7 separate regions of the Mus musculus genome follow, and regions 1, 2, 3, 4, 5 and 6 are each linked to region 7. Evidence: chromatin contacts called from public HiCAR-type, HiChIP or PLAC-seq, Micro-C and promoter capture Hi-C data. All regions are on one chromosome and are shown on one strand. The core of a region is the stretch at or near the end of the contact, and the rest is flanking DNA. Distances in the headings are between cores, read along the strand shown.

The links. Promoter capture Hi-C pulls out the DNA fragments that hold promoters and counts their contacts. Hi-C and Micro-C count contacts between places; a contact is called where the count stands out from the background. HiCAR-type assays count read pairs that join an accessible place to other places. HiChIP or PLAC-seq counts read pairs in DNA pulled down with a chosen protein or histone mark. Capture Hi-C pulls out chosen DNA fragments and counts their contacts.
Region 1: a promoter capture Hi-C map of adipose tissue shows a contact between it and region 7, with 5 times the contacts expected there. The contact joins the promoter of Commd1 here to the promoter of Otx1 in region 7. A contact is called at or near these places in 16 of 39 promoter capture datasets (the 3T3-L1 cell line, 3T3-L1-derived adipocytes, the HPC-7 cell line and 10 more), 9 of 484 Hi-C or Micro-C datasets (embryonic stem cells, muscle stem cells and neural progenitor cells), 10 of 115 datasets of contacts at active chromatin or transcription factors (astrocytes, bone marrow-derived macrophages, embryonic forebrain and 5 more) and 3 of 9 other capture datasets (adipose tissue, embryonic stem cells and embryonic tail).
Region 2: a contact with region 7 is called in a promoter capture Hi-C map of hippocampal neurons, with 4 times the contacts expected there. The contact joins the enhancer-like site here to the promoter of Otx1 in region 7. A contact is called at or near these places in 3 of 39 promoter capture datasets (embryonic stem cells, hippocampal neurons and stem cell-derived epiblast-like cells), 2 of 115 datasets of contacts at active chromatin or transcription factors (embryonic forebrain and embryonic stem cells) and 1 of 9 other capture datasets (embryonic stem cells).
Region 3: a contact with region 7 is called in an H3K4me3 HiChIP or PLAC-seq map of forebrain, with 6 times the contacts expected there. The contact joins the enhancer-like site here to the promoter of Otx1 in region 7. A contact is called at or near these places in 1 of 484 Hi-C or Micro-C datasets (the N1E-115 cell line) and 5 of 115 datasets of contacts at active chromatin or transcription factors (astrocytes, craniofacial prominence, embryonic forebrain and 2 more).
Region 4: a contact with region 7 is called in a Micro-C map of embryonic stem cells, with 4 times the contacts expected there. The contact joins the promoter of Ugp2 here to the promoter of Otx1 in region 7. A contact is called at or near these places in 1 of 39 promoter capture datasets (embryonic stem cells), 7 of 484 Hi-C or Micro-C datasets (cranial neural crest, embryonic stem cells, stem cell-derived germline stem cell-like cells and 1 more), 6 of 115 datasets of contacts at active chromatin or transcription factors (astrocytes, embryonic stem cells, microglia and 2 more) and 1 of 9 other capture datasets (embryonic tail).
Region 5: an Esrrb HiChIP or PLAC-seq map of embryonic stem cells shows a contact between it and region 7, with 21 times the contacts expected there. The contact joins the enhancer-like site here to the promoter of Otx1 in region 7. A contact is called at or near these places in 3 of 39 promoter capture datasets (cranial neural crest, embryonic stem cells and stem cell-derived epiblast-like cells), 1 of 15 datasets of contacts at CTCF or cohesin (embryonic stem cells), 6 of 484 Hi-C or Micro-C datasets (all in embryonic stem cells), 5 of 115 datasets of contacts at active chromatin or transcription factors (embryonic forebrain, embryonic stem cells and stem cell-derived neural progenitor cells) and 1 of 9 other capture datasets (embryonic stem cells).
Region 6: a contact with region 7 is called in a HiCAR-type map of astrocytes, with 2.7 times the contacts expected there. The contact joins the promoter of Vps54 here to the promoter of Otx1 in region 7. A contact is called at or near these places in 2 of 484 Hi-C or Micro-C datasets (the HL-1 cell line and embryonic stem cells) and 1 of 115 datasets of contacts at active chromatin or transcription factors (astrocytes).

The regions. Positions count from the first base shown.
Region 1 is chr11:22,980,948-22,984,363 of GRCm38.p6, forward strand. It overlaps Commd1 (COMM domain containing 1), which reads right to left and starts at 1,337. Exons shown (of 3, transcript NM_144514.2): 1 at 1,132-1,337. The coding sequence starts at 1,308.
Region 2 is chr11:22,935,271-22,938,780 of GRCm38.p6, forward strand. The region is part of intron 2 of Commd1 (COMM domain containing 1); the gene reads right to left. Among named protein-coding and RNA genes, the nearest start is that of Zrsr1, 35 kb to the right of the region's middle. Within about 2 kb of position 1,356, at least 30 of the 459 cell types and tissues checked have an H3K27ac peak or open chromatin away from gene starts, as enhancers often do. A contact at or near this core is called in hippocampal neurons, where this site is marked.
Region 3 is chr11:22,586,469-22,589,889 of GRCm38.p6, forward strand. No RefSeq gene overlaps it. Among named protein-coding and RNA genes, the nearest start is that of Gm51939, 3.7 kb to the left of the region's middle. Within about 2 kb of position 1,608, at least 94 of the 459 cell types and tissues checked have an H3K27ac peak or open chromatin away from gene starts, as enhancers often do. A contact at or near this core is called in the N1E-115 cell line, astrocytes and forebrain, where this site is marked.
Region 4 is chr11:21,369,072-21,372,529 of GRCm38.p6, forward strand. Ugp2 (UDP-glucose pyrophosphorylase 2) reads right to left here and starts at 1,558. Exons shown (of 10, transcript NM_139297.6): 1 at 1,116-1,558. The coding sequence starts at 1,134.
Region 5 is chr11:22,955,073-22,958,385 of GRCm38.p6, forward strand. Commd1 (COMM domain containing 1) reads right to left here. Exons shown (of 3, transcript NM_144514.2): 2 at 1,339-1,620. Among named protein-coding and RNA genes, the nearest start is that of Zrsr1, 15 kb to the right of the region's middle. Within about 2 kb of position 2,004, at least 60 of the 459 cell types and tissues checked have an H3K27ac peak or open chromatin away from gene starts, as enhancers often do. A contact at or near this core is called in embryonic stem cells and stem cell-derived epiblast-like cells, where this site is marked.
Region 6 is chr11:21,237,511-21,240,589 of GRCm38.p6, forward strand. Vps54 (VPS54 GARP complex subunit) reads left to right here and starts at 1,522. Exons shown (of 23, transcript NM_139061.5): 1 at 1,522-1,861.
Region 7 is chr11:21,999,722-22,003,176 of GRCm38.p6, forward strand. It overlaps Otx1 (orthodenticle homeobox 1), which reads right to left and starts at 1,930. Exons shown (of 5, transcript NM_011023.3): 1 at 1,827-1,930; 2 at 1,401-1,468. Gm32517 (a long non-coding RNA gene) reads left to right here. Exons shown (of 3, transcript XR_003949861.1): 2 at 63-136; 3 at 713-863.

The DNA.
Region 1 (3,416 bases), core at 87-2,586, 980 kb after region 7:
TCTGATTCTCCAGCACCCATGAAAAGGCTGGGCATGGTCCCCTATTTCTGTAACCCAAGCTCTGGGAGAGCAAATACAAGCAGATCTCTTGAGTTCTTGGCTGCTCTAGCCAGTCAGTGAGACTGGATTCCAGGTACAGTGAGAGAGAGACTCTGTCTGGAAAGATAGGTAGAGAGTGATAGTGCAAGGTATCCCCCCACACGCCACCCCCCACACAGAGTGAGATAGTGCAAGGTACCCCACCCCATGCCACCCACACACACAGAGGTCACAGCAGGAGATGGTGGTAGCTGCTTGAAATTCTAACACTTGGGAAGTGGAAGGTGGATCAACTACACGTGAGTTCAAGGCTAGTCTGGGCTACAAGAGATCCTATCTCAAACCCCAGGTGGAATGGGGGACTGGAGAGACTGCTTAGAAGAGCCCTAATAATGCTCTTGAGGAAGACCCGGGTTTCCAGCACCCATGTGGTGGCCTATAACCGTTCCAACCACCAGTGCACATGCAGGCACCGCACCCATACACATAAAATAAAAATAAATCTTTTTAGTTAATTTCACCTGTTATGTTGCCCTCTAATAGTTTTCATGAGACAGTCTGATGTATACTTCGTTCCATTTGGAAATCATAGAGTCGACTGCTTTAATGGTGTTTACTCCAGTTAATCAATCCTTTATCTCACCAACCACCTCATGCTAACGCTCCCCAACTTCCACAACCCAGGAAAGCTGGCAAGCACGCTCTCGCTCTCTTTAAACAAGGGTCTCACCACATTGCCCTGACTGCCCTGGAACTCTGTGCAACAGGCTGGCCTCGAACTCACACAACTCTCTGCCAGCCTCTGCCTCTCCAAGTGCACAGATTAAAGGAGTGCACTACAACGCCCGGTGCAACATCAAAGTCCGAGGCGAAAAAAACTCGAAACTTATCTATACTACAGACACAGAAAGTCTTGAGGGAGAGAAAAAAAAATCAATGTTTTCACCGTTATGTGTCCCTAAAACAAGGGCGCAACAGAGCGACCTCCACGGCTCAGGAGGGTCGCTGAGCGCCCAAAGACAGCAGCACCCGAGGCTGGGGGCGGGCCTGAGGCTGCGAGGAGGGCAGGGCTGCTCGGCGGAACCACCGTACCTTGAGAAGTCCTCTCATCTTCGCCAGGAAGGGGCGGAACTCCTCCGGTGGCACTTCCGGATAGAGTTGGCTGTGCAGCAGCTCCTCCGTGACACCCGAGTGTCCGTGAAAGGCGTTCTGCGCTAGGCCGCTCAGCAGCCCGCTCAGGGACTTGCCACCCTCCAGATCGCCCGCCATGGCTAAGGAGGGCCTGCCGCCCAGCGGCTGAGCTCCGGTCCGCTACGGGGGCCGAGAAGGGCCATAAAAGCTGGCAAAGGCAGCCACGGAACGCGATGCCGGGTTCCTCCACTAGTCGATATAAACAGTTCTCTCGTTTGCTCTGCCACACACATCCACTACTTCCACCACAGCCAAATCCACTCAGTTTCCTTTAGAGTCACTGTGTTTTTGTTGTTTCCTTCTTCACTCCGATGTGCAAATGCGCACTCAAAGGAACGATCGCTGGCTGGAGATACCTAACTGTAACTCCGTAAGAATGCCACCTTAATTCTTCGATGGCTGTATCTCATTCTACAGCTTGCAATTAAATGAGCAGTGCCTACTACTCAGTTCTAAGCTCTATAATCTTTTCCCCACGCCCCCCAAATGTAGCTACTTCATGAGGACATGATCTCTTTGCTTGCATTAATTCCTTTGTGTATACCCGTACGTTGTCTTTCTAGCCATTATCAGTAGTCTGGTCTCCATTTCTATAACCACTATTTTTCAAAGCCTTATTTTCATTCTTAAAGTGGAATCGCATTAGTAAATACTTATCTACATAATTACCCAAAAAAAAACCCTTACTTATATTCAGCTATAATAAGCGTGTAGCATGATACTATAATATAGGTGAACCTTTAAAATGTGCTAAATGAGGGCTGGACAGATTCAATGGTTAAGAATGTATACTATTCCTGTAGCGGACCAAAGTTCAGTTTCCAGCACTCGCTTTAGGCGACTTACAACCTCCTGTAACTCCAACCTCAGAAATTGAAAGCTTCCACCAGCAATGTACTCATGTGCACAGACAGGCCTACATAATTAAAAAGAAAAAAAGAAAAAAAATGCGTGAAACGAATGAAGCCAGACATGAAAGACAACTGGACAATCTTATTTACTGCTAAATTAAGCAAATCCATACAAAAATCCAGTTGTCAAGGACTGAAGGAGGGAAGAATAGGAAATGACATAATGGGTACAAAGTCTGTTTTCAGATGATGAAAATGCCTATGAGCAGCCACTGGTGATAACTACACGGCTTTGTCCTTTACCAAAGCACAGTGAATTGTATACACTAAAAGACAGTTTTGCAATATGTAAATTAGCTCCCAATTGGAAAAATTAGTATAAGCTAATTGTAATTTAAAATAAAAACCCGGGCATAGTGGCACACACCTTTAATCCCTGCACTCAGGAGGCAGAGGCAGGCAGTTTTCTGAGTTCGAGGCCAGCCTGGTCTACAAGGTGAGTTCCAGGACAGCCAGGGCTATACAGAGAAACCCTGTCTCAAAAAGACCAAAATAAATAAATAAAAATAGCATACTGGGTTTTAATCCCTGAACTTGGGAGGCAGAGGCATTCTCTGAGTGTGAGGCCAGCCTGGATTACACAGAGAAACCTTGTCTTGAAAAACCAAAAAAAAAAAAAAAAAAAATTAAAATAAAGGAAAATGGTATAATAGACTATGAACTGCAGTGTGTTTAAGCACAGCTATGTCACTGGTGAGGAGGCATGCAAGGCAGCCAAATGCCTCCATCTTTTTTTAAGGAGATGTGTTTGGAACTGTGGCTCCATAAAAGATGTGGATTTGAGGTTTGGGGAGAGGTTGTTCTGTATAGCTAGCTGCATCAGCAAGTCAGGCTCTGTCTCTGGAGTCCTGTTTATGCCCTCCAAACATCACGTGTCCTCCATGTGTCTCACCTAGAGCACAGCTCTTGCCTCAGCACACACACCCAATCAGCTCACAAACTATAGTACACCACTAAAAGTTTTTTGGTACCTTTCTCTCTATGGCATTCCGACAAATGTAGCTCAACTATATAATATAAGGCAGACCAATGTATGTGTATTGTTAGTAAATAATCTTTTATCGTGTGTCTTTTCATGTGTTTGTTTATGTAAAACATCCCCTCTCCTGTGTCTGCTTCAGCTAAACATTCCTTCACATGTTTGTTCCAGCAAAGCACCACCCAGCTGACTTTCCAAAGAACCCTTAAGTTTTTACTTTAGTTGTGTTTTGAGAGGATTAGACACAAGGCTATGTGTGTTCTAGGCAGGTGTTCTACCACTAAGCAACATCTCCA
Region 2 (3,510 bases), core at 106-2,605, 930 kb after region 7:
ATCTTTCAGATGCTGCTCCAAAGGGATTTACGGACTTGACCACACCCGTACCCAGACGCAGCCTTTCTGTTCTCATAGCTCTCACAAGAGCTGCCTCGACTGCACTATGACCAAGTCCTTACAGACAGCAGAGCCCCAAACAGCCCAGTGCTACACTACCACAGTCTCCCCAATGCCTCCTCAGCCCAGATCTAGGAATGTTCCTGAGCCTTTAAACAGCCACTTCAGCCAGAAGTATAAATAAACATTGTGTTTCTAGGTCTACCTGAATGATATCAGATGACCTTGGACCATCTCCTACTCATGCACAGCCCCCTTGCCCTTACTCTCTCACCAGGGCCTTAAAAGAACAGAGTCTGCTCTGCTTGAGCAGGCTCAGCTTCATTGAAGACCTTGCTGTTTGTTCTGACAACTCTAATAAACCTTTTGCCTGATGGTCAATCTAATTCTCATTCATATTCATATTCTCCCCCACTCCCCGCCTCTCCAGCCCTAGAATCTAATAAGCATTACATTCTAGCACAAGTTCTATACCACTGATGACCCTGTTGAGCTTCGACCTGGGAAACCTAGCATATTACTACACACTTTAAGTTGGAGGAAGACTACAAGCTCAACAGCAGACCATTCTCTGACCGTGTCAATTGGCAGGTATCCTGCCCTGAGGCCAAGAGGAAAGGAGCAGGCAAAACAGTCCCGGAATTAAGTCCGACCTGGAGAGTTCGGTTTTTTACCTCCGTTTTTGTCTAACTGTACTTGTGTAAACCCTTTTCCTCATCAACTGTAAATATAAACATACAGTTTTCTCTCAGTTTTAGGTCTTCATTTCTGAGATATACTTTTATGGATTTCTGTTGTTAGTCTTCTTTTTAATTTTTTTTTAAATTGGAGTATGAGCCATGTACCTAGCAGTGAGTGAGGAAACATTTTGCCTTTTGTACTCAGAAGTCACATCCCTTCCAAGGCTCTCTGGGAATTGGAGCCTAACAAGAGCTGCTGAAGGTGAGATGGGGAAGTCCCTTGACTAAGCTACAGAAATTAGTTCATTCATGCTCATCTTTATATTTGGGAAATTAATGGTTAACATTGGCTCATTCTTACTTTGTTTAGAAAGCAAGTACTATTATTCAGTACTCTGCTGAGAGCAGTGGGTGTGGCAGCAACAGTAGGAGACTGAAAAGTTCGACCTTCTTTGCATCTGATATGGAGTTCAACTGAGGACTGCAGCAATAACATCAAATCTGTAGAGATTTCATCTTGATTTGCATCCCCATCAGTCATTATGTAAGGAAAGCACCTGTAGTCAAATTTCCCCTCCCCACCCCCGGGGTTAGGCATTTTCATAACCATGGAGACAGTTGCCCTTCCTCCTCCATCTACCTAATAGATATGTAAATGTTAAACAAAGCTCTCAGTAAGTGTCAGAGTGTGGGGGAGGAGTCTTACAAGTCATTTTAGGAAATAACTGTGAAATCAGAAATGATAAGTAATTCAAGAATCTACTGTGTTCTCTCCAATTTTATCTTTCAAAAGAAATAAGGACAAGTACTGTCATGTCAATTCAAATTAAACCTAAGTGATGTTAGTTTCATCAGCTATAATCAGCCACACTGAGTGGGAAATTCTGCTGCAGTTCTCTCGTGGGTGGTAAATGGAAAGATCCAGCACAGGCACCTGGGCACGCCAGCCCCCTTATACTGCAGCAGCTACTTCCTGTTCTTATTCCTCTCTTCTCTATTCCCTTTTGCAGCTTTTAAATTGTACTTTAGTAATTAAAGTGGGCAGCAGAATCCAAATCTCCACCGAGTTGTTTAGTTACAGCTATTGTTTCTCCTAAATTATTCCAGAAATATTGGAATCAAAGGCAACTTGGAGCTGCAGTTCTCTGTCACTGTTAAGGTGTTCAGAGTGCCCTTGCTGCACTTCTCTAGGGCGTGGCAACTGCAGGGGTAAATTAGTTTTGATTCATGTATTTTGAATCTTGGAAGTCTATTAATTAAATTAGATTTACCATATACTTGCCAGGTAAAATCAGAAAATATTTTTGCAATGGTGAGTTCTTCAACAATGGATGGATGGATGGATGGATGGATGGGTAGATAGATAGATGAGCCAGATGTGGTGGCGCAAGCCTATAATCCTCACAGTTGGGAAGCAGAGGTAAATCAGGAGCTACATAGAAAGGCTATTCTGAAATACATGACACCATCTTTTTATTTTTTTTAAATATTTATTTATTTATTTATTTAATGTATGTGAGAACACTGTTGCTGTCTTCAGACACACCAGAAGAGGGCATCTGATCTCATTACAGATGGTTGTGAGCCACCATGTGGTTGCTGGGAACTGAACTCAAGACCTCTGGAAGAGCAGTCAGTGCTCTTAACCACTGAGCCATCTCTCCAGCCCAGCATGACACCATCTTAAAAGTAATAGGTTTAATAATATTATCTTTGTTAAAGTAACTATAGTCATTAGTTTCTGAAATCACAATTACCAACATCTCCTGAAAGATACCTCTTAAAAATGTTGGATAAATAAAACACATATTTTTTTTTTAAATAGATGGAGAAGAAACACACACACACAAAGCATAAACCTAGAGGGCGGGGCCTGAAAATCAACAGTTCTTGATCACACATCTGAAGACCAAGCCTGGGGCCCATACACAATGGGTGATGGAGACACCTGCAGCTGGCAGACAGCATTCTCCTCAGCAAGAAGACTTAAAGTAAAGCTCAACCCAAAATCAAGAGTGCAGGAAGCAAAAATTGTAGCTATGAATGAGATTAAGGAGAGACAACTTAGAAACAACACAGATCTCCTCCGCACTGCACTAAAGGGATCGTCAGCCAAACACCGAAGAACAACATGTATTCCAGTCAGATGCTGAAAGATCCAAACACAATTCAAAGGAACAAAAATATAATCACCAAAGTCAGGTGGCTGTTCTAATCTCAAAGAAAAATGGTATAAATGCCCACACTGAAGTGGGAGTTTATACCAAAGAGATTCTTCATTTAATCTGTGAATAGAAAATCCAAACAAGCACACAGCCCAAATGTTTCATAGACAGTGCTCTAAGCAGCAAGGCTGCATTCAGGGATAGGGCTGTGAGTGCCTGCACGTGATAGTCTGACTCTGAGAAAGCCATCTGGGTCACTTCAATGTTTTAAGAGTTTCCACTCTGTACCTACTATGCTCTAGGCAAGTATCCTTTTATCATCTGTCAATATTAAAGTTAGTTGGTAATACTTGTTTGAAAAGAATAATTCAATATTTTGTATCAAGCTTCAAATAGATTAAATGACCACAAAACATAAGAAAATATGAAAATGTATTAATTCTACAAAAAGCTAAATGGAAATCAGAAAATATTATGTAGCTAAGGAACTATGTCTCAATTTCTCATCTGCAAAATGGTAATACCACCTTCTCTTCCCACTTCGAAAAAAGTATGAGGGTAGTAGAAAACAAAACAAAACCCATGAACTTAAATGTGTTACAAGA
Region 3 (3,421 bases), core at 358-2,857, 590 kb after region 7:
GGCCCGGTGGGGACGGGGTGGAGTTGGACTGGTTCTCTGACATGCTGTCCCTAGTGCTGTGTAGGGAGACATCCTTCTGGAACTCTCAGGATTGAAGGTTGTCTATTGCCCGTGCTGCCAGCTCTACTATATTTGCAACTTGGTAGGTCCGTGTTCAGGCAGAACCTGGAGTCTGCTACCTGGGTCTGGCTGTGAGGCAAGCCAGTGTTTGGTTTTTCATCCAGAAAGGGAACTTGGTGGTAGCATCTCAGCCCACCAAGGGGATCCTGTTTAAGTAGTTAGGGCCTGGCATAGCATGATGATGCCCGTTTTGCCTAACGACCTTTTGATGGAGAAGGCAGGTCTGAAAAGGTTGACTTTCTTTGCAATTCTGGGCTAAGGCTCAGTGCTAAGAACACATACCTGCATTCCACATAGCGTGCATGATCCTCACTGTAATAGCTGAGATCTTAAAGTTCTGAGGCCAGCCCTGTAAGCAACCTGAAGCTGTAAGACTAGGAATTCCAGGTATGCAAAAGACCCCAGATACGACCTCCCACCTGCAGAAGTGCACATCCAAAAAAAAAAAAAAAAAAAAGTGGTTTTTGCCTTTAAAAGCCACTCCTCCTTTTTGCTGGACCTCAGTCTCCAATCCAAACAAGGCGACTGGTCAGCTGCAGCTTAAATAAAATTTAACCAAGTTAAATTCAGTAAAGCTGGGCAGTGGTGGCACAAGCCTTTAAAGAACTTGGAAGGCAGAGGCAGGCAGATCCTGAGTTCTCGGCCAATCAGGTCTACAGAGTGATTTCCAGGACAGAGAGACCTTATCTTGAAACACTCAGTACTGCAGATTGCTACCCTCTACAGTCTGTTTAGCATGTTTAGTGGGTTTTAATATGTTAGTCTAGATGCCTCTGTGTGCTTCTTGTCAGGGTCTTGACACCAGTAATTCTGTTGTGAGCATTTTCTCAATTTGCCAAAGATGTCTAATGTAATTCTTGGCATCCATTGGGTGACACACTAGAAACTGGAAAAATCCAAAATCAACCACCCCATTGCCCAGTGGTATGTTAATTAATATCATATAATATTAATCTAGAAATATTTTGAGTGGATAGACCAGACAGCAGACCAGACCAAGGTGGTTCCACATGGGAGAGGTTTGGGGGCAGCGAAGCAGGTAGAAGGGCAGAGAAAAGGAAAAAGAGAGAAAGGAAGAGGTGACTTCCTAATTTATATAGAAAATGATGTCATGCCAGTGAGGGTGGGAACTGAGCCAAATGGGTTGTGGGATTGAGGGTCGTTGTCCTGGCAACGCAGGTCAAGGGTCACATTGTTAGGCCGAGGCTTGGAGTGTCCTGGTACTAACACCCAGTGCCCAGAAATAACCCTGAAGAGTCCCTGATGGTCCTGGAATTTTGGTCAACTGGAAAAGGAGGTTGTCAGCTAGCAGATCTTCCAGCCCTAAGCTCAGTCAGCTCTGTGAGGCTTGGAGTAAATCCAAATAGCTTTATTTGGGAGCCAGACAGGAAAGGTTCCAGCCAGACCCAATGAGTACACATCCTTCACACACTGGGTTTATTCTTTAGTAGTGAACTAAAATCGTTCTGAGCCCAATGTCTGCAGGAATAAAATGGACAAGGACTGTGAAGGAGCTGTCGTGTGGGCTGCAGGCCCTGAGGCTCTGCCGAGGCTTCCCATGGCCACGTCTTTTTACTAAAGAGGACTATTTGTGGAATCATTTGGATCCCACTGACAGTCTGGCACTTTTGCTAGAAAATGTACAGAGCTCTCTTTGAGACAGGATCTTGACATGGCCCTGACTGGACTGGAACCTGCTGTGTGGAGAGGCTGGCTTCAAGCTGATGGCAAGCTTCCTGCCTCTGTCTTCCAAATGCTGGGATTACAAGGTACACCACACCTGACAGCCCTGCAAAGGTTAGCTTGTTCTATGCAAATGTTTGAAAAGCCTGCATAAATAATCAATGAGCCAAACTATCCCCACATTCCATAAAGAACTCCAAATTCCTCCAGATTTCCTGAAAGAAAAAAAAATCTGTACTCCCTCCATATCCTCAGTTACCCGATGCTGGGGCTAAAACTTCACCAAGCTCTGCTTAGGGGCCTGGGGCTTCAGACTGCTCCACCCCCACCCCACCCCAACCCCCTCCAGCACCCACTCGCCCCTCCTCTCTCCCATGTCTGTGGAATGCCAGGATCCTGGACTCTGTGTCCTGATAGGATTAAGGCATGCTGATGAGGCTATGTATCCCTCTGCCAGATGGACTGAAAGGCTATGGGCTGACCACAATCAGCACTTGGAAAAGGAGCCCAGCCATTAAATGCTTTTCTGCAAGCAAGTTGTCAGCAAACAGCAGGAAGCCCAGCCCCATGTGCTGGGCACAAGATCCTCCCTTCTCCTAGACACCGGACAAGTCCTGTCCTTCCAGACTCAGCCCCAGCTCCATGCCCATCATCTATGCCTTTCAAATGAATTTATTGAATGACTCCTTGTTAGGTTTCAAACCAGGACAGATGGCTGAGGAGTCTATTTACATAGCAAAGCAGACCTGGCCTCCAGACTTTCCCTGTCCCTGTTCTCTCAGTCCCTACCTGTTACAGGGTTTGGCTGGCATACCCCATCCTCTGCCCTGAGCTCTCCAGCCCAGAGGCTGAGCTGTCTTTCCCCACAGAAGTTTTTCACTATAATCCAGCTATTTGGGTCACCAGCGTCATTTGTACCTTTAGCCTCTTAGATGCTTCACCTGGTGTCCCATCTCCCTGCATGTGCCAGCTCAGTCCACTCTGGACTCTCCCAGATGTGTCTGCCTCACTCTCTCTTTTATCTACAATAAGCTTTTCCTCTACCATACCTCTCCTTTCCTTTCCTCTTTATATATTTCTTTTTTTCTTTTCATTGACCCCTGGTGTCTAGGAATGGGCTAGGGATGGCGATAGAGAGATGAACTCTGCATTCCCTATTTGCAGGGGGCTTCCAGTCTCAGAAGCCTCCTCTAACCACTCCAACCCACAAGCAGTGAGCACCAACTAGTGGGCACAGGGCCACACAGGCATGGCCTTCTTTAATATGACCCTCCACTCATAGGGCTACGAAGATTACAGGCATCGCCTGGAATCACAGAGAGTTGGCAGGCCTTAAATGTTCTGGCCATAAACTGAATTGTTCTTATTTCCACAACCAATCTTCAGGTCCTCATGAGGGGACCACAACACATTGACTTTCCTACCCATAGCCTTCCTGTCAACAGTCAGGTCCCAAAGAAAGTGGGCCAAGGCTCACAGTGGTTCCTCCCAGCCCTTTTCACCCCAACCTACCCTAAACCTTTCCCTCCCAGGGGCAGGGGGGTTTCCTCGTCCCTCCCCCAACTCCTCATTCCTATATAAAACTGTCATTTGGCTCCTGGCTGACTTCCTCTTGGCC
Region 4 (3,458 bases), core at 308-2,807, 630 kb before region 7:
AAAAAGTGGGTAGCAATGTCCACAGCCACCTGTGTCTTCTCGATTTAGAAACCTCTAGCTTCATGTCAACTGTAACACCAACTTCAAACATAATGGCAAAATGACATTTCTGAGCTTAGTGCTGAAGGCAGACAGGCATAACGGTCCCATCTGTTTCCATAATAATGAAGGCAGATTCCTTTAATCTAATATGAAAAACTTAAGAGTTAGTAAAGTGGGGCATAAGCCTGTATGGCATTTTCATTTCCAGGGTCAAATGATGGACATCCCTAGCATAACTTTAAAAGGAAAGGGGAAAGGTGCATGGACAGTCACTGAGGATCACGTGAAGCGGTTGCAAACTTTACTGCATGTATTAAGCAAGATGGCTGAAGCTTTCACACACTGGGGTCTGGAAGGAAAGGCTTCTTATAGGCAAACTCTATACAGTTTTGTGACAGAAGTTTAAGGCAGCACCCAATTGCAATACTACAGCTTGGTTGAGGGGTATTTGCTAAATGCATTATTTACACATATACAGATTTGAATGGTAATTTTCAAATTTAAAGAAAGCATAATCTTTCTATATTAAAAAAGAAAAAGCTAAGAGCACTGCAGCAAAGTCATTTCTCTGACTGGTATGACCTCCAGTGTCTACAAACTACTGATTTCGCAATAAATTACTCTGAGACTCAATCCACGTACACACAGAAAAGAAGTGGAGAGCTTCCTACTAGTCTTGACAAACGCATCTGCCTGTCCCTAGCCCTCTGGGTTTCCTTGTCCCACAAAGATAACTAACTTATCATCGAGTGCAAGAAGGGAACAAGAATTAATCAGCAGTCAAAAATCCTGTTTTGATTTTTACAATTACTATCCACGATGTCAGAATACTATTAAAACTGATTTTAGAAGGTAGAAATAACCCCTGCAGGGCGCAGAGGCATACAAACACGTATATGAAATGCCAACCCAATAAGTGGCGCAAAGCAGCTTAAATACCAATTTAACCAAAAAGGTCTGGCAAACGGTATCACAAATGAACACTTCCAGTTACAAACTACCCACTTACTTAGAGACTACCAATATTCAAAATCGGACGAAGCAGCCAAGAGACAGAAAGCAAAATGTCTTACCTTGTACAAATCTCGACATTTTAGGATCTTATTAAAATAATCTGGCTTATAATTTTCAATTTCTAGAATCTACGTTGTAAGGAAGGTCTCTCTCCCTTCCCTGCAACCGAAGTGTTCTTTCTCCTCCGATGTTTAACTACTTAAAGAAGAATTCGGGGGGAAAAAAAATCAAAACTAGTCTTTAAAAAGAAAAATCCTGAAGACGGAAAACTTGGTGGGACCGACTCAGCTTGGGAGGGAACTCCAGGCTACTCAGCGATCCCGACACCAACAGGGGACGACTGGAGACTCCGGAAAAGGTAAAACCAGACGAACTTAAATTTCATCAATGGAGAGGCGGACCTAGAGCCGCTTCACCGCCCTCCGGTCTCCACGCCCTCTAGGGCAGGACTGCCGCAGGCCCCCGGCCGCACCCCGAGGCCCCTCGCCGGCGGCCGTCCAGCGGCGAGCTGCTGGCGCCCCGTGTAGATCGGGAGGCGGGGAGGCCGGCGAAGGGGCAACGCAACCTTTTCTCCAGCCCATAAATAGCCGGGACTCGGAGATGCTGCGAATTCCGCACTCGGGCAGACAGCTGCCCGCGGCCTCCACTGGCCGCCCTCCCCTACGCAGCCGCTCCACACCAGGGCCCGGCTCGCCCCCTCCCTGCCCCCCGGGCCTGGCCGCCCAGACCCCCCGGGAGGCCTGGCCCTCCCTGACACGCCCTCGCCCGCCCGCCCGCCCGCCCCCTACTCTTCCACGCCCCACTGTCGGCCCCCGGCCACGCCTTTCGGAGCAGGACCCCACAAGGAGGTCGCTCGGAGCCCGGCCCGCCCCTTAAGCGACACCCACCTTCCTATTCCCTCGAGGGCTGAGAAGTTGGGGGCCTGGAATCAGGTCTCGCACGCTGCACGAGCGTGGCCGAGGCGACCTCCCCTCCGCTCCCGTCACACGCAAACACCTGGAGCCTGGCGCCAGCGTGCGCAGCCCCTGACCCTCCAGCCCGCCGCCTCCGGACACCGGAGCCCCCACTTTCGCCACACACCTCCCCTCCCCCTCCTTCCCCCCTCCCAATGCGGAAATGTCCCTACTGCTCAGAGCGACAGGCACAGCCGCCAGTCCGGAGCCGAAGTTTGCCTAAGGACCTGGCCAATGAGACACGCGGAGGTGGCAGGGGGCGGGGCGTTCGAGGCCCGAGGGAGGCGGGCGCAGAAGCGAAGGCGGGAATCCCACGCGTGGGAGCTGCACAGGCAGCAGCACGGTGCCAAGCACGTCTGTCTCTGCTTGCTGTTTGCAGATGCCACGAGCGTGTGAGAAAACCGAAGCGTGTGCTTGTGTTTGCACTCCACCAGAATTTGCCCGTTGAGGAAACCTTGAACTCCCCTTCCTCAGGGACACCAGGCTCTTCTCAAGAGGACCCAAAGGCTCTGCCACCAATTAGGGTTTGAGGAGGGTTAAGGCAACCTTTTCAGAATCAAGTAAAGGGATGGGATGTGTGTGGCTCACCAACAGGAGGAGGGCCTGGGGGCGTCGAAGGGAATGCCAAATAAAGGCTCTCCAGAAAGAGCCATCACTATTCGCCTTGCCTCGAATCCCACTCCTGGGCACGTTTGTGCTGGAATTGGGCGTTTACTTTTCTAGCCAAAGTGAAAATGACTTATTATCCTTAAGATGCTGATGATAGATCTTGAAGTCTCCAAAAGAAAGATGAAGTTAAAAGCCAGAACGTTGGCACCCGTCTGGGGACTCCCTGAGGTGTGCCCAATCACAGCTAGTCTTGCCAACCATTTAAGCCTGTAAGACTGCCTGTCTTCTTTAACATTCTCGCGTTACCCTACTTGGTTTGTCAGTTCTGTAACCAAGCACTTCCAGAAGGGTTTGAAATGTACAACATTATTCAGCCAAGGTAAATGAGAATTTCTAAATTATTCTCTAGAAAAGAGAGAGCTTTCATTATTCAGTCCTTTGGGTTCATATGGAAATGTTATTAAACAACACAGGAAAAGATAGTGTTCATGTTGCTTATGTAGAATCCAAAAACCTTAGGCATCCAAATATCTCAGCTAAGAAAATAACTTTCTCCAAATGAAAAAAATTTCTAAAATAACAAATGACGTCAGTTTAATAACGACACTTGCTCTGGAGTTTTTGCTTAGACTCTACATCCTCTCTGAACAGTAGAGAAATTGTTCCAGCAGTGAATGAACTATATTTATCAGTCAGTGTAAGCACTAAAACAGAACCAAAGACCTGGGGCTCCTCATGTAAGTCAGCCTGCAAAAACTTACGTGCAACAAGGAATCTTTAACTTTCCCAGGCTTATTATATAATAGAATGGCCAGTTATTTTTGACTTCCACAGAAGATT
Region 5 (3,313 bases), core at 754-3,253, 960 kb after region 7:
CAACATAAAAATACTCACATAAAATATCTGTATCTACCATGTACTGACTTTATTTTGTCATTATTCAGCATAATAATAATTGACATAGAGTTTACATTGTTTTAGGAAGTATAAGTAATCTAGAATTATGTAAAATAAAGGAGGATATATGTAAGTCACATGCAAATGCTACACAACTTCATGAAAAGGAGCTGAGCGTAGGTGTTGGGTATGTGCAGGGACATGGTGTCCTAAGGGCAGTCTTCTCAGAGACAGACACATGTGTGCACTCACTATTGCCAGAATAAAAAGTAGATGGCCTATGCACGGACCAGAAAAGCTCCGAGTCCACCTGCTACTCCTCTCTTGACTTTTTTTCTCAGCACACTTTGTTTCCTTTGTCCTGGGGGAAGCACAGGCACATTTCTATAGAGAGCACAATTGACTGACTAGACTTCACAATTAAATAAGCCCAAGCCCATTGCTACAATTAACACTATTCTAAACTAAATGAGTAAAAGGGATTCTAATTTTCTTAATTAACAAAGCACCTTTAATTAAAATCAAATGGAATTACATTGGAAAAGAAACAAAAAAAACCTAAAGAACAGCATGTGTGAAGAAACCAGCCAGCTAAAGGGACTGTGCTTACCATTGAGAAGGAAAATACATTTCTAGTGCAGGATATAATGAAAGCCCTTATTTGATTATTTTTCAAAAATAAATGTGATAACTCAGTGGTCTGGATAGTCTCTAATTACCAGTTTGTTTCCCCTCTTCCCCACTCAAAAAACCATAAGCCAGGCCACCTGAAGTCTGATTTAGCAGGAGCTGGAGCAGGAGCTGGATAGCTTTAAGAGAATCTGCATAGACACTAAAACCACCTGTTATGTGATTAGCGACTCCAGAGGTGAGCAGCACTGGCTCGTGAATAATCAAGATCCAGTTGAAAATGATTTGTGAGCTTGAGGCCAGAGATGGCACACATGGTCTTTAGGAACAATGCATCGATATGGTTAAGAGATTAGGACTTATCACCTCCCATACTGGATTGACTACACAAATAACAGGATAGGAAAGGTTTGGTGTGCACCCACTAACCTTGGCTCCTGCTCTTTGTGTCTCTATCATTGCCTGGGAGACTGCAGTCAAAACTGTCCGACTCTGCCCTTTTGAGACAACTGCAAAGACATGTAGCTGCTTTTTTAAACTCTGTATATAACTGAAAACATCAAAATGTTCACATGATTCTACCTCTAAAAGTGATTTTAGGGTTACCTCAGCAAACTCTGTTAAATAAAAGTAAAATAAGTGTATGAAAATACACAATTTACAAAGGGAAATTGAAGCTGGACTCACCTGTCCATTTTTTCCAAATTCCAGCTCTATTATGGCAACAGGGCTGTGTATCTGAGTTGAGTGCCGTGACTGAGACTTGCCATCGACTCTCCAGCTCAGGCCCCGAAGGCCGTTGTCCCAGCGGCTCTGCTTCATGAGACTCTCTCGGATTTTTATCTTGTGGCTCTTCCAAAACTTGGAGATGACTGCAGCTTGCTCACTGGTGATGCCACCTTGCTTTTTGGTTTGAGCAGTCAGGAATGCCTCTAACTGGTTGAAATCCATGTCTGCAGATGCAATAGACTATAAAGATAAAAGAAAAAGCAATATATTTGAACTTGGTAGATAACTAGACAAAGCTAGCTGCCTAGCTACAGAACATATTTTGATTGAACTTAGTTTCACCAGGACTCCTCTCGGATAGCCTGCTGTTGCCCTGTGTCATGGAGATCCTGAAGCTGTGGGTCTGTAGGACCGGCCCTGAATCTGGGCCTAGGTGGTAGTTAAATGGATCAGACTGCTAGTTCTCCCACACACCACCACCAGAGCTAACTCTCTGGCTGGCCAGGCAAGGCTCAGAGCCAGCTCTTCAGTGATCAGTGGGGCCAGCTCTCCAGAGCCAGCTCTCCCAGGCTGCCTAGGTAAGGGGCAGGGGCAGGATCAGCTCTCCCATGTGGGCAGGGCGCCACTGTGTGGTAGCAAATCAACACCACCTCCGGAGGCATGGTCTTTGGTGAGTCCAGACATGACCCTGAGCAGCAGCACAGGCATGAGACATCACCATGGTCTCAGATGGCAATGCAGGCCTCTCTCACATCAGGCTGTTCCTCACCGCCAGCCTGTCTCCAGTTCTCTCTTCATAGTCACAAACTTCTTACCTTCTCTGTCTCTCCCATCTCTGCAACTACATACTTGCTCATTGCAATGGCACCTACTGGGCCCACACTGCTAGCCTGTGGTCTGTGGCTGTCTTCAATCCAGCCCATGCTGCACAGCCTAGACATCTATTACTTCTATTGAGTCTCATATTCTAGTTTCCATTTCACAGACAACATGGTCGTCAGAAGCACTAAGTTTCCATAAAACCAGAGAGCCAAAGAGTCCTAACTGTTGAGCCATGTTTCTCTGGCTGGTTGTCCTAAGTGACTGCACACAGATATGGACACTGGCATCGCTGCTGCTGCTGCTGCTGATTAAAAAGTCAAACTGATTCTTTCTACCATCAATGATATAAAAATGTTACCACCCAAGGATTAGCTATTAAAGCTTTATTTATATCCCTTAGAGAGTGATTTTCATCTTTTCAAGATTTAGCTGTTACAAGTGAGAAATATGTATTGTTAGACGTAAGCCAACTAGTTTAGTTTAACAATTTGCAGGAAAGTTGAGAAGGTGGTGTAAATCAAACCAGTGTGCCAAAACTCGTAACACTGTTATCCATAGGCAAAAAGGAGCCACCAAATGCTGGACACATGGATAATTATGATGCAAAGCTAAATCTGAGGACAAAAGTAGCTGAGGCGAAGTGGGAATCCCAGAAGCTTCCTTCCTTGGCCAGATGTTGCTGTAGGTACACCAAACCAGGTTGAGGGCAGCTGCAGTCGCACAGGCCAAGGACAGCTACAGATCTACTGTTGTTGATGTCTCTATTAATATAAAAGTTGTGTGGACGGATTGGTGAGATGGTTCAGTGGTGAAGATCACTGGCTGCTGCTGTTCTTCCAGAGGTCCTGAGTTCAATTCCCAGCAACTACATGGTGGATCATGACAATCTGTGAAGGGATCTGATGCCCTCTTCTGGCATGCAGGTGTATATGCAGAGAGAGCATTCATACATTAAAAAAAAAAAAGTAAAAAAGAAAACAAAAATGATAATGATAAAGTAAAATAAATAAAAATTTAATTTTCTTTTTAAAATTGTGTGGCAAACACCCAATCATCCTGATAGATTATTTCACATTACAGTTGAACACATTTACTGCTTAATTGCCATATT
Region 6 (3,079 bases), core at 272-2,771, 760 kb before region 7:
TGGACTCTGAGGGTGGCTTTGAACTCCTGATCCTCAAGTCTCTACTCCAAAATGCTGGGATTACAGGACTGCTCCATTGTGCCTGGCTCCATTGTAAAGAGTTGAATTCAGAAAAATATAGCGCAGGACTTTTCTTTTGGCTAATCTTTTGTGTTTTCCTTTCTCTGTGTCCTTTCTGTCCTTCAACCATACCTTTTTTTTTTTTTCTTGTTTTTTTTTTTTTTTTTTTTTTTTAGACAGGGCTTCTCTGTGTAGCCCTGGCTGCCCTGGAACTCTGTAGACCAGGCTGGCCAGGCTGGCCTCAAAACTCAGAAATCTGCCTGCCTCTGCCTCCCAAGTGCTAGGATTAAAGGCATGCGCCACCACTGCCTGACCAACCATACCTTTTTGGTGAGTAAATTAACAAAAGCTGTTAGCAATTTTCAATGACTTACTAAGACCAAGACTTGCATCAGTTTCTTTTTCCAGTTAACTACTGAGTTACATTTTCACTTTTGCTTTGTAAAACAGACTTTTGAAATGCATGAAACTTATTTGTAGGCTAAACAGTTCCAAAATGGAATAAAATCTTCATAAAGTTAAGAAAGACCCTCAAGTAATTAAGACTTTTTTTCTTATTTTTCCAGACCTTGGTGGCTCTGAGTCTCAAGACTCCTGAATCAACCAAAGGTGATTGGAGACTTATAAACATATTGTAGTCTAAGACACCCTATCTTGCAGATGGTAATTTTACTAGTAAGATCACAATTCTCTCTGAACTCAGCCTAATTGGAAATGCTGTTAGGAATCACAAATAGATTTTAATAATAAGCACACACACCCAAGTTTTTCAGATTTTTAAAGGGCAGGGACAACTGACTTATGCGCCTGAGAAATGTGACAGGTGATTGGAAGCCAGGAACTGGGGGGACAGGGTAGCCTCAAAAGGCCTTAAGTGCTGGAGGCCAGTGGGGTATCTGGAGTTGACCTTTCACCTTTGAAAGGCATTAATTTTGGAGACGGAGCCATGTTTGTTTACTATGAGGGGCTGAGGGAGTCAGGGCAGGCGGAAGCTAGGGCTTTAGTGGGTGTAAGCGGCCGGGAGTCAGTTGGTCTGGGGGGCGAGGGGTCCGCTCCCGCCCGCTCGCCAGGGAAGGCGGAAGGCAACGCTCGGCTTCTTTGGACAACCTGGGCGGGGGGGGGGAACCGTGCGAGCTGGAGCGCAGATCCGAGACGACTCCTGCCTTTACGAGGACGACAGGGGGAGGCACGGGGCAGCCACGCGGGGTCGTCCCCGCTCTGGGGTCGCTAGCTCTGCGGCGGCCGCGCCAGGCCCTGTCGGAGCTGCGCGGCGACTCCCGGTCTGGCCGCGGCCCTCCCGCCCCGGCGACGCCGCGGTGGATTGTGGGCTGGGGGCTGCGGCGGCCTGGCGGCGGCGGCGGCCTGCTGCACGCTCTCCGCGGACCCAGCCGCGCCGGGCCGGTGGCGTGAGGCGGGCGGCGGCGTGGGGAGCTGAGGCGCCGGGGGCGGTGGTCGCGGCGCGGCGGCGGCTCCCCTGGAGGCCGGGGATGTGGGAGAGGCGGCGGCAGCAGCGGCGGAGGCGGCGCTGCGGACCCGGGGGAGACTGCTGGCTGACAGGACACCCGGGCGAGACGTGAGGGGCCCGCCGCGGCCGCTCTGCCCCCGAGCGGCGCTGGGCTCGAGAGGGCGGCCCTGTGCTCCCGGGCCCGCCGGCCAGCAGGCGCGGGGCGGAGGCGGGAACCGGGCTCGGACCCGGCGCGCAGGGCGGCGGCGGCCGCGGAGCAGCAGTCTCGGCGCGACGTGGAGGGATGGAGGCGGCGGTGCACTAGGCCTCGTCTGGGGCTGCCGCCCGGGACCGCAGGTAGGTGCCGGGCCCGCGCTTCGCGGCCACCCTCCCCCGACCCGGTGACCGGCGGGGCGGCGGGACCCCACCCCCTCCGTCTCCTCGGGGCTTGGAGCTGACAGAGTTTCGGAGCCGGTGACCGAGCCGAAGCTTCATCCTCCCCGCCACCACCACTTCCTTCTCGGCACTCCCAGGATCCGGGCCGGCAGCTGTGCCCCAGCCCCGGCCGGCGTCCGCAGGTGCCGCCCCAGTCCCCTCGCCCCTCTCCGGAATCCGGGACCAGCAACTTCCATCAGTCCTTGTAGACGCGGAGCCCAAACTTTCCCTGTCTCCTTTCAGCCAGGCCTGAACCCCTCTTGGAGCCTTCTAGAATAAAAACACCGCCCCCCCACCCCCCCGCCCGAGAATACTAAACCAAAGAAGAACTCGGCATTGTGCAGTTTTGCATTGTAGTTTAAATTATTTTATTTCTTTCAGTTTTGCTAACTGCTGTCTGCAGGGATACAAAGACAGGCCTTCCCTGTTCCCTGTGGGTTGTCTGGGAACTTTTGCCTGACCATTATAATTAGCTACTTGGCCTGTCCGTGTATGGCTTAGGGTGACTTTTTTTTTTTTTTTTTTAAAGAATTTTGGCCTATTAGAGTTACAAAGTGTTTCTTAAAATACCTTTTTAACCAAGTTTGGTTTTTGGTCCTTATAGAGACGTCTTTTACTTTCGAAGAATTAAATTGGGCTACTTCTGTTTTCTAATTGATTTAATTTCGGGTTCTCAAACTCAGGTCAGTCTTAATACATGTTCAGCGGGCAGGGGATATTATGATACGCTGTTTGTGGTATATGGAGAAGAAGGTGATAACTTATGCTGCAGGTCTTGATGGGCATTGAGTTTTATAAATGGGAGCTCTAATTGGAAAACTATTTGACTCCCTAGCAGTTTGGCTGGAACAGATGTAATGATAGGATATGTCTGACTGTATGTAGTACAGTGAGTTGGGTTTCCTAGAAGTGGGTATTGGTGCTCTACACTAATTATCATTAGGTAAAATTGGTCACTTTGTACTTGATAGTTGTAGTTTAGGATGTTAGATGCTAACTTTTGTATTGTCTTTTGGCTAGTTTTAAACTGTGTTCTGGCAACCTTAGAACTGTTACTATAAGTACCAGTCTGTTCACAGTAAAACTGTACACACTATCCGTGTGTTGTTGTTGACACTCATATAATTTGTTCTTGTGGTA
Region 7 (3,455 bases), core at 680-3,179:
TCGGCAGCTACACAGCTTCTCAGGAAAGTAAACTTTTCCCACATCGTTCCTTCCTCTTTTAGGGCTTGACAAGGGCCAAAGACACTCCTCGAGTGTCAACAGGAAGGAAAAGTTAAAGCGTGATCAGGCTGAGGAGGTGAGAGCCGGGACCGCGGAGGGTGCAAAATCCCAAGTGAAGTCAATTTTTTTTTTAGTGTGGCGGAAGCAATTTGCTCAAGCAAATGTTCATTTGGCGCCGGGAGGGCAGGCCGCACAGAGATACCGGGTTATTTCGTTTAGTTTGAAATATTTTTGAAAGAGGGACAAAATGGCAAGTAATACAGAGGCCCAAGGTGAATACACCTTGGGTCGCCAAGGCTCACTGGCCACATCATTTCTTCAAAGATCTCCAGCGCTGCCTCCTACCCCAGAGCCTGCAATCACCTTTCTAGTTGACCTCTCTGGGCCCCTAGCACTAAGAGATAGCTGAACAGGAATCCCACCGCACCTCCAGGGTAGATGCGGCCCAGGCCAGGCTAAGGCGGCAAGAAGACGCCAAAGGCACCACAGTAGAAGTGGCAGTTTCAGGATGCCGCCCAAGGTCAGGGGTACCTCCGAGGCGGTCACCCCTCTTCCTTTGCTCGCACAGGCGGGCCTTCTTTCTACCAAGTCTGCTAAGCACACCGAGTCCCACCAGAATTTGATGGCCAACCCAGCGCCCCAAACATTCTAGGGATTTTGGAAGGCCTAGCGTGCCAGGTCGCGTCGCATCGGCCGTCCTATATGAACCCGATGGAGAGCAAGGAACTAGGCCTCAGGTTGTAAAGCTCACGCACAGCCGACCGGGAGGGCGAGGCTCGGCGCAGACACTCTGAGCCCACGCAGCTCTGCTCCAGCAAAAGAAGGGGTTCTGGGAGTATGACTGGGACCGGCGGGGGGCTTGAAGCTACATCCCAGGACCCAAGGGTAGGAGATTCCGGGGAGAAAGGGAGGTAAAACTAAAGCAGCTCCCCCATCCCAACTCCTTTCCCCGCCTCAGCCCTGGGGGACCCTCAGCCTAGACTAAGGGGGTGGGGGGAGGTCAGCGAGCACATAAGGCGGAAAGGAAGGATTCAAAGAGCTTGGGCCGAAGGGCCACAGGCCTGCAGCCTCCGCGGCTAAGCCCGGCTGCGGTGTGAGTTTTCGAGTACTTTCGTCTAACTTAGCAGCCCAGTTCCGCAGCTTCGGAGGAGGCGGGGGAGGGGGCGGCCGGCTCCCGAGCGGCCTGGGGTCCCCAGGGCAGCCAAGGGGCGCCCGGCCTCTCACTCCAACCCCGCCCACCTGCCCCGGACAGAGGTAGCGGGGGTCGATTAGAGGACGGGGAGACGAGAGGGGCCACCATCGTCCCGGGGTGGCGCGCGGCCCGGCGACTCCCTCCTTACCTGCCCTCCGCAGTCGCGGCTTTTCACCATCTACCTCTCGCCTTCACCGAGACTCGCCGGCAGCCAACCTGCAAAACGGAGGCGCACAGGTATTACCCCGGAGACGGCGGGACCCTAGGCTTTCCTCTTCCCTCAACTTCCCTCTTCCCGTCTCCTGCATTTTTTCTAGGAGCTCTGTGCGTGTACCTCCAGGTTTCACTTTATTGCTCAAACACTTTGTTGCAAAGTCCCACATGCTTTTCCTCTCAAGACCTGGCCTCGCCCGGGACCCGGGGGGTGGGGTGGGTGAGTAGGGGGTGTTCGAGGGACAGAGTTAGGAGGTGGCTTGCGCTGGCAGCTGCACTCTCTCGGAGCAAGCCGGAGGCGGTAGGGACTGGAGAAATCCTGCATAGTCACTTGGCAAACTAAATAAATCAAGCAATTTACCTTGTCGGAGTGGCTTGTCTTGCTCGGTTGTTTAGGTGATTGGAAATGTAGCCTGATGAAGATTGATCACCTTTCTACTGCCCTCCCCGGGTATGTGAACGCGAGGCGAGTGCGTAACGGGGCTCGGCCTCCAATAGGGGGCCTAGAGCGGACTGAGTGACAGGGAGCTGGGCAATGGCGAGCCCGGGTTACCTCCGCGCGCCCCCGCCCTCCCTCGCCCCCACCTCCTCCCTCCCCGCGCGCCGGCCCCGCCCCGGTCGCGCGCTAACTCTGGGTCTAGGTTGGCAAATTCCGCTCAGAACGAGTTGAGGAGGGCGAAGGCTGCGCCGGAGTTGCTGGCACAGAGGGGGCCCCGGGTCCCAAGGCTCGCCCGAGGGCCCCCGCCCTCCCCTTGCCCGGGCCGCGCTCCGGAGGAGTGGCGTCAAGCTGCTGGATAACCGGTTCCTGCTCGCGCGCGCGCGCCGCCAGGCTCTGCCGCACTGTGGGAGCCAGGCTTCCCAGGCCGAGGACTCGGGGCGTGCTGGCCCCTGGCACTCCTTGATGCTCCCTGGGGCCCCAGCAACTCCTCCTCCGCTCCCCCACAACCAGCGGTCGCCGCCGGCGCGGGCTGCTGAGCGGAGCCGGGAGTGGGGGTGCAGCTCTCGGCGCGCAGGGCGCCCTGCGGCGACCCGGGACTCTTGCGCCCAGAAAGAGCACCGGCAGGGGAGGCGCCGCCAATTCCCAGCTGCACAGCGTTTCCAGGGGCTCCCAGGCAGTCTCACCAAAGGTGTTCGCAAGTCCTAAAAGCTTCTTCGGAACCGTTGGAACTCAAATCTCCTTACATTCTCTCTCTCTCTCTCTCTCTCTCTCTCTCTCTCTCTCTCTCTCTCTCTCTCTCTCTCATGGATTTGATAGAAAACTTTCTTTTTCACAATCTGTCAGTCTTTCCAGATCTCCACCTACAACGAACAGTCTGGTGGAAAATGTGGCTACACACCCCGATCCCTCTCACTTCATTTTCTACACCTTACTGGAGGAGCCTCCTCGAAACAATTTCCCCGGATTGTTCTTACTGGCAGACCCCAGTTTCCAGCCGAATAAACTTGCTGAGATCGTCTTCTTGTGTGTACTTTTCAAAGCGAGAGGGAAGAGTATTTTCGGCCCAACCCCGAACAAGGCAATATTTTTACATGGCATCTCCTACTGAATACTAGGGACCACACTTACACTCTTTCCTAGTTCTTTTTCCTCATCTTCTGCCGTTCTCACCCCAACAGGCGGGCGAAAAGTTTGAACCACAGTATGTGCGTGGGTGAGTTCGGCAGCCGCCGAGAGCAAGGTAGAGCGGAGCACCGCGATGCCCAGGCCGCGCGGTCCGCTGTGGTCGCTGACCGGGTGCGGGGCGACCAGAAGGAAGGGGGGAGCCCGCTGAGTGAAAAGGGCCGCGACTGCCGCTCATCAAAGTGCTTCTCCCCTCCCCCACGCGACACTTTTCTTTGGAGTCCGAATAAAATACGGTAACAGAATATGACGGAGGGCACACTGTTTCCTTAACTGCTTCTCAAAGGACCGAGAGATCTTCTTAGGACCTTTAATAAGGCTTTGGTCGGTTCTTTTGTTGGTCTCTCAAAATCAACTCCTTCTAATTGA